2 separate regions of the Sus scrofa genome follow, and region 1 is linked to region 2. The links are chromatin contacts, called in public HiChIP or PLAC-seq maps. All regions are on one chromosome and are shown on one strand. Each heading gives the region's core, a stretch centred on a gene start, on an enhancer-like site or on the middle of the called end of the contact. The rest is flanking DNA. Distances are from core to core; before and after follow the strand shown. Region 1 holds the start of PLXDC2 (plexin domain-containing protein 2). Region 2 overlaps PLXDC2 (plexin domain-containing protein 2).

Region 1 (2,781 bases), core at 137-2,636, 110 kb after region 2:
CGGACCTCCAGGTCTCTCTTCACAACTTGCCACAACACTCACAGCCCTCACTCCAGACACAGACTAGCAACTGCGGAGGCGAAAGGCCACTTGCAGCCGGAGCTGGCAAACTCTCCGCTCCGCACGGGCAGCGCCACCCCGGTGCCCGCTGACGGTGACTTCCGAGCCGCGGCGATGCGCTCCACTGGGTTCAAAACAGATCTAATTCCACAGTCAGCTAGGGTGCCTCCTCCAAATCCGAGAGGGCTTTCGGAACTTTCCCCAGTCTTGGGATGGCCCCGCGGAAGATTCGGGTTTGCGGGAAGGGGGTTACTGTGGGCTGGCGAAACCCCTCCGACAAGTTTTTCTTCTTTTCTTCGCCCGATGCAGGGCGTGCGTCCTCGCTCGCAGCCGGAGGGATGGGCAGCCCCTGGGAAGGCTCGAGCTGCAGCAGTCTGAGGTCCGGAGGCAGGAAAAATGTACTGGAGGGGAGAAAAGGGGGTGAGGGTGAAGAAGAAAGAAATGAGGAGGAAAAAGTCAGGCTGAAACCTATTGGGAGAGGGTTCCTCCCGGCTAAGGAGGAGGTGGTCCCAAGCACCGCAGAGCCCGGGAGTTTGGTGGCGGAGGAGGCGCCGCCGCCGCCGCGCTCCCCCGCGCTCCTGCTCCACACTTTGGGGAGGGAAGGCAGCTCGCAATTTGCCAGATCCGCCGCGGCACCCTCCTCCCTCCTCCCTCCTCCCTCCCCCTCGCTCCTCCAGGCGTCTCCCACCTTCCTTCCCGAAACCGGCAGCTCGCACCGACCTGTCCAATGGCTGCACTTTCCTCGGGGCTGGCAAAGGAGTCGCCGAGAGATTAAACCGGGGGAGCGAAGCAGGGGGGAGTGAGAGGGCAACTCCAGCTCGCCGTGCCCGGGGCAGCCGGCGGCCTGGAGCGCCAGCAGAGAAGGCGAAAAGGCGAACACGGAGGGCGGGGAGCGCCGGACTGCACCTCTGCGCCGCCCGGGCGCCATCCCTGCACCGGGCTCGCACCCCCTGCAGCCCGGCCAGCGGCGCCCGCAAGCCCCTGGCCCTGGGCCGCCCGCACGCCCGCCTGCGGGGAATCGCGGCCCAGCAGCGGACCCTGCAGCGGACCCAGCGGGCGCCCGGCGCCAGTGGGGGCTTCCTGGGCGCTAAAGGGTTAATTCCAGTACGCCATTCCCGGGAGGATGTGTGTGGCGGGGGTTGGGGTGTGAAGAAAGCAAACCCGAGCCAATTCGGATACCGACCCTGCGCAGCCCCTTCGGACCCCAGACCCGCGGGCGGGTGGAAGGACGAAGGGAGCGCGGTAGCCTGGTCCAGCCGCGGCCGCTGCGAAGTGTCAGCGGGAGCGAAAGCGAGAGTTTAAAGGAACAGAAGGCCCCCTGAATTTCCACCGGGGGCTTTAACAGGCTTTTGCTGGCTGGTTTGTTTTTGTTTTTTCAGCTCGCGGAAGTGCTTCAGCGTTAACCCTTTCCAGCCCTCTAGACACTTTACATCTTATTTTACATAGTTGACCTTATTTTTCAGGGGGTAAATGCAGAGAACGGAATGAAAGCATATTGGTTAAAAAGTACAGATTTCTAGCACCAGACTAGGATGGAATTTCACCTCCCTCACTAAATAGCTGTACGACTTTGAGCAATTTCCTTAACTTCTTAGCGCCTCGCTTCCCCAACCATCAAATGGGGAGAACTGTAGTTATGCCTTTATAAAGTTGTATTGGATTACATGAGTTAATACTGAATAATTAAGGAATTGAGACCAGTTCCTGGCGCAATGTACATGACTTCAGGTTTCTTAAATTAAGAAAAGAGAGGGAAGGAAGAAGAGAGAGGGTGTTCTAAATCAAATGAAGAATTCGCTTCAGTGCTTCTAAGTGCAAAAGGTCCTGTTGGTCTTGTCCACCTTTTTTTTTTTTTTTTTTTTTTTTGGTCATTTTAGGGCCACACCCTCGGCATACGGAGGTTCCCAGGCTAGGGGTCAGAGCTGCAGCAGATGGCCTACACCACAGCCACAGCAACACCAGATCCAAGCCCTGTCTGCAACCTACACCACAGCTCACGGCAACACTGGATCCTTAACCCACTTAGCAAAGCTGGGGATCAAACCCACAACCTCATGGATGCTAGTCAGAGTCACGTCCACTGAGCCACGATGGGAACTCCCAGTCTTGTCCACTTTTCGGCATGCTTTGAAAAATTTATGGGTGCCATCAATAACCACCTTAATTTGATCTCAGTGCCCACTGGAAGTGGGCCCTGATACTCAAACTACTATGCTAATTTGATACTGAAAGAATGCCTCTCTCATGGTTACTTAGCTGAAGAGAAGAAGAACGGGAAGTGTAACATGTTTTCCTCAATGCAGTATTCAGTTTACTGTTTATTTTGTAGACGCGCACACACACACACACACACACACACACGCCTTGCATACAACACTTTTTTAATGCTCTTTGCTAATCTCCTGAGCTTTTTCTCAACCAGTTGATTCCTTCCTCCTCACCTTACTTAGAAAAAACTGGTTCTTTAACTTCTGCTCAACCAAGTTTTCAAGTTCTATGTAACAATGACATCCAAAGGTGAGTACCTGAGGTAGTTACCTAATGAACATTAAATTGGAAAACTGAATCTCTCTATCAAAATCAACCCCGATTGTCATTTAATTAATGCCATTTTTTTTGGTCTATATCCCTAGTGACATCACGACTTCAGGAACCTTTGCATAAACCTTCCCAAAATGTTCTGTACTACTCTATTTCCCATTTATATGCAAAATTATGGGG
Region 2 (2,700 bases), core at 110-2,609:
TCAATTTCAGTTTAACAATAAAAGAGAGTGGAAGGAACATAAATTACTGCTCATCTTTCATATTGACTAAAATTAGCCAAATTTGATAATTTCTGAATTTTGCATAAAACAAATATTAAATAAAAAATCATGGCCTCTGAAGCATTTGTTTGCGGGGTAAAGATTCACGCATCAGCAAGCTTGGTAGACTAATACTGTAGATCCGATCTACAAGAAGTTATCATTATAAGTTTAATGTGTTTCTGAGAAATCATGAGAGAGCTTATTTTAAAAGGACAGTAATTTGCAGGTGAAGACTCCTATTTTGCTATAAAGATTGAAAGTCTGGTTAAAGAATCATTCGTTCAGCAAATATTTATGGAGCATTTCATATAAACTGAGTAACTAATACTTTGCTCTGAAGAGCGTTTTCAAAGGAACGAGTTACAGAATTATGAGTTTTGCTGTTAATGAATCCAGGTGACAATGAACATGAATTTGTCTATAAGCCCATGGGCTGATGCAGGTCAAGGCTGTTTGGCTCAAAACTACCAAACCAAGGTTCAAGTCCATATATTCAGTATATTTCAGGACACATTCATATATATTCAGCATCGAGGCAACCATTTTATAGTCTGGATATGGTAAACTCTTTTACAAACCACTGGCGTGTGGTATTCCCATAAAGATTTTACTGTGTTGTGTGCCACTGCAACTAAGCCTTAGTGCTTTTGATTATTTTCTAAAGTATTTGTTCATTAACTTTAGAAGTGACTCCGTTCAGTTTTCCAGATTCATAATGAAAATGTCAGAATGGTGTTACACTCAATTTTCTGGTGTGGGGGTATCTGAAGACGTGAAGACCAGATACACAAAACTGAGTCCCATAAGTTCAAATCAGGGTTGTGTACAGGGACGCCAGGACGGCAGAGCTGTCTGAGTATAAGAGGTGAAGTTCAAGATATCACTAATATCCAGACAACAGGCTTTAGAAATCTGGGCTTTGCCTTCTACGCAATTTTTCATTTCCACTCTGGTTTTCATTCCTTTTTCTTATCTTTAAGCTTAAATTCAAAAATTAGAGCCGTAAGCATCCTCACTGGTCTCTCAGCTTTAACCTTTGTCTCTCATTAATTTGTTCTCAATACCCCGGGAAGGATCTGTGAAAAAAACAAAACAAAACCAAAAACCCCAGTCATTTGTGTCCCTCCTCTGCTCAAAATCCTCCGAAGGCTCCAAGTTCACCAGGTAAAGTCCTCACTGTAAAATCTCGCTCTAGGACCCAGAAAACCCAAGCTGCCTCCCCTCGGCACCCTGCCACCAGCTCCGGTCCACTCCACTCCAGCCTTAGTTCCTGGCTTCTTACGTCTGCTTCTTGTAGTTCCTTGGACAGGCTGGGCTCACGGCGCTCTCTGGAGCTTGTATGTTTGCCATTTCCTCTCTCTGGAACGCATTGCCCCCGTCATTGGTGTTTTTTTTCTCAGGTCTTTACAAGTCCCTTTCCCTAGTCATTGTTCTGGTTTCCACCCTCTACTCCAACTACAAATCTCACTTCTCACCTTTTCTTGTTTCCCCTCCTCTCAGGACGCATCACTCCCTAACATTTATCTTCTATGTATCTTTTCTGTCTTATTTATTATCTGTTTCTTACTAGTCTAGTTTATTATCTTACAAGGTAAAGTGGGTGATTTCTGCGTTTTGATCACTGCTCTTCCCCGCCGCCTAGCATACAGGAGACATTCATCAAATACACCTTAGAAAGGAAGGAGGGAACAAATGAAGGGAAGGAGGGTGGGAGAGAAAATGCCACTTTAAAGACAGTTTCTCCCTCAAAGTTGGGCTCTGATACGCTGTCTGCCTATTGAGTATGGTTAAAATTATCAATACACCTTTACAACTCAGTTAATTAGGTTATAGCCAATAGGACACACACACACACACACACACACACACACACACACACACACACACACACACCACGCTAACTACTCTTTCATTTAACGAGTGTTATATAACTGCAGAAAGTAAAATTTATCTGTTATGAAGTTTCCACTTATTTAGTCCAATATGCATGTAGACCCACGGACAGAAAGCTCTCCATTATCAAATTATAGTTTTCTATTAGACAGTCACAGAGAAAATCAGTATATAGTGAGAAATGAATATTCTTTTGACATCATAAGCACCTCTCCTATTATTTTATCCCCTTAATAGTACTCTGAAATGTCAATCACATTTACCACATTTCAACTGAGGGTAAAAGTGCATCTCTGATTTACCCCCTACTGTTCTTATTAATTGTTTTAGTTTTTCTCTGCGTCTAACCTCATGTATTCCCAGAAGACACCCAGATACCTATGCTCTTCCAAGCACTGCAAAAAAATGATCATAACAGAAGAGCTGTTAATTCTTCATTTCTGCATATCAGAATTTTTTCCCACTTGACTAATAAAGGTCAAATTTTTAACTCGCCTTTAAACACATAAAGAATTAGTATTTTGTCGATGGACATTTGGGTTGTTTCCATGTCCTGGCTGTTGTGAATAGTGCTGCAATGAACATGCGGGTGCATGTGTCTCTTTTAAGTAGAGTTTTGTCCGGATAGATGCCCAAGAGTGGGATTGCGGGGTCATATGGAAGTTCTATGATTGAAATGAGCCAGAAAGACAAAGACAAATACCATATGATATCACTTATAACTGGAATCTAATACCAGCACAA

What was found. HiChIP or PLAC-seq counts read pairs in DNA pulled down with a chosen protein or histone mark.
Region 1: an H3K27ac HiChIP or PLAC-seq map of alveolar macrophages shows a contact between it and region 2. The contact joins the promoter of PLXDC2 here to the enhancer-like site in region 2. A contact is called at or near these places in 4 of 47 Hi-C or Micro-C datasets (embryonic fibroblasts, epiblast stem cells, heart right ventricle and 1 more) and 2 of 2 datasets of contacts at active chromatin or transcription factors (alveolar macrophages and skeletal muscle).

What each region holds. Positions count from the first base shown.
Region 1 is chr10:54,675,847-54,678,627 of Sscrofa11.1, forward strand. PLXDC2 (plexin domain-containing protein 2) reads right to left here and starts at 1,387. Exons shown (of 15, transcript XM_021064961.1): 1 at 1,244-1,387; 2 at 1-461.
Region 2 is chr10:54,560,877-54,563,576 of Sscrofa11.1, forward strand. All of the region lies in intron 2 of PLXDC2 (plexin domain-containing protein 2), which reads right to left. Among named protein-coding and RNA genes, the nearest start is that of PLXDC2, 120 kb to the right of the region's middle. Within about 2 kb of position 1,360, at least 8 of the 83 cell types and tissues checked have an H3K27ac peak or open chromatin away from gene starts, as enhancers often do. A contact at or near this core is called in alveolar macrophages, retroperitoneal adipose tissue and skeletal muscle, where this site is marked.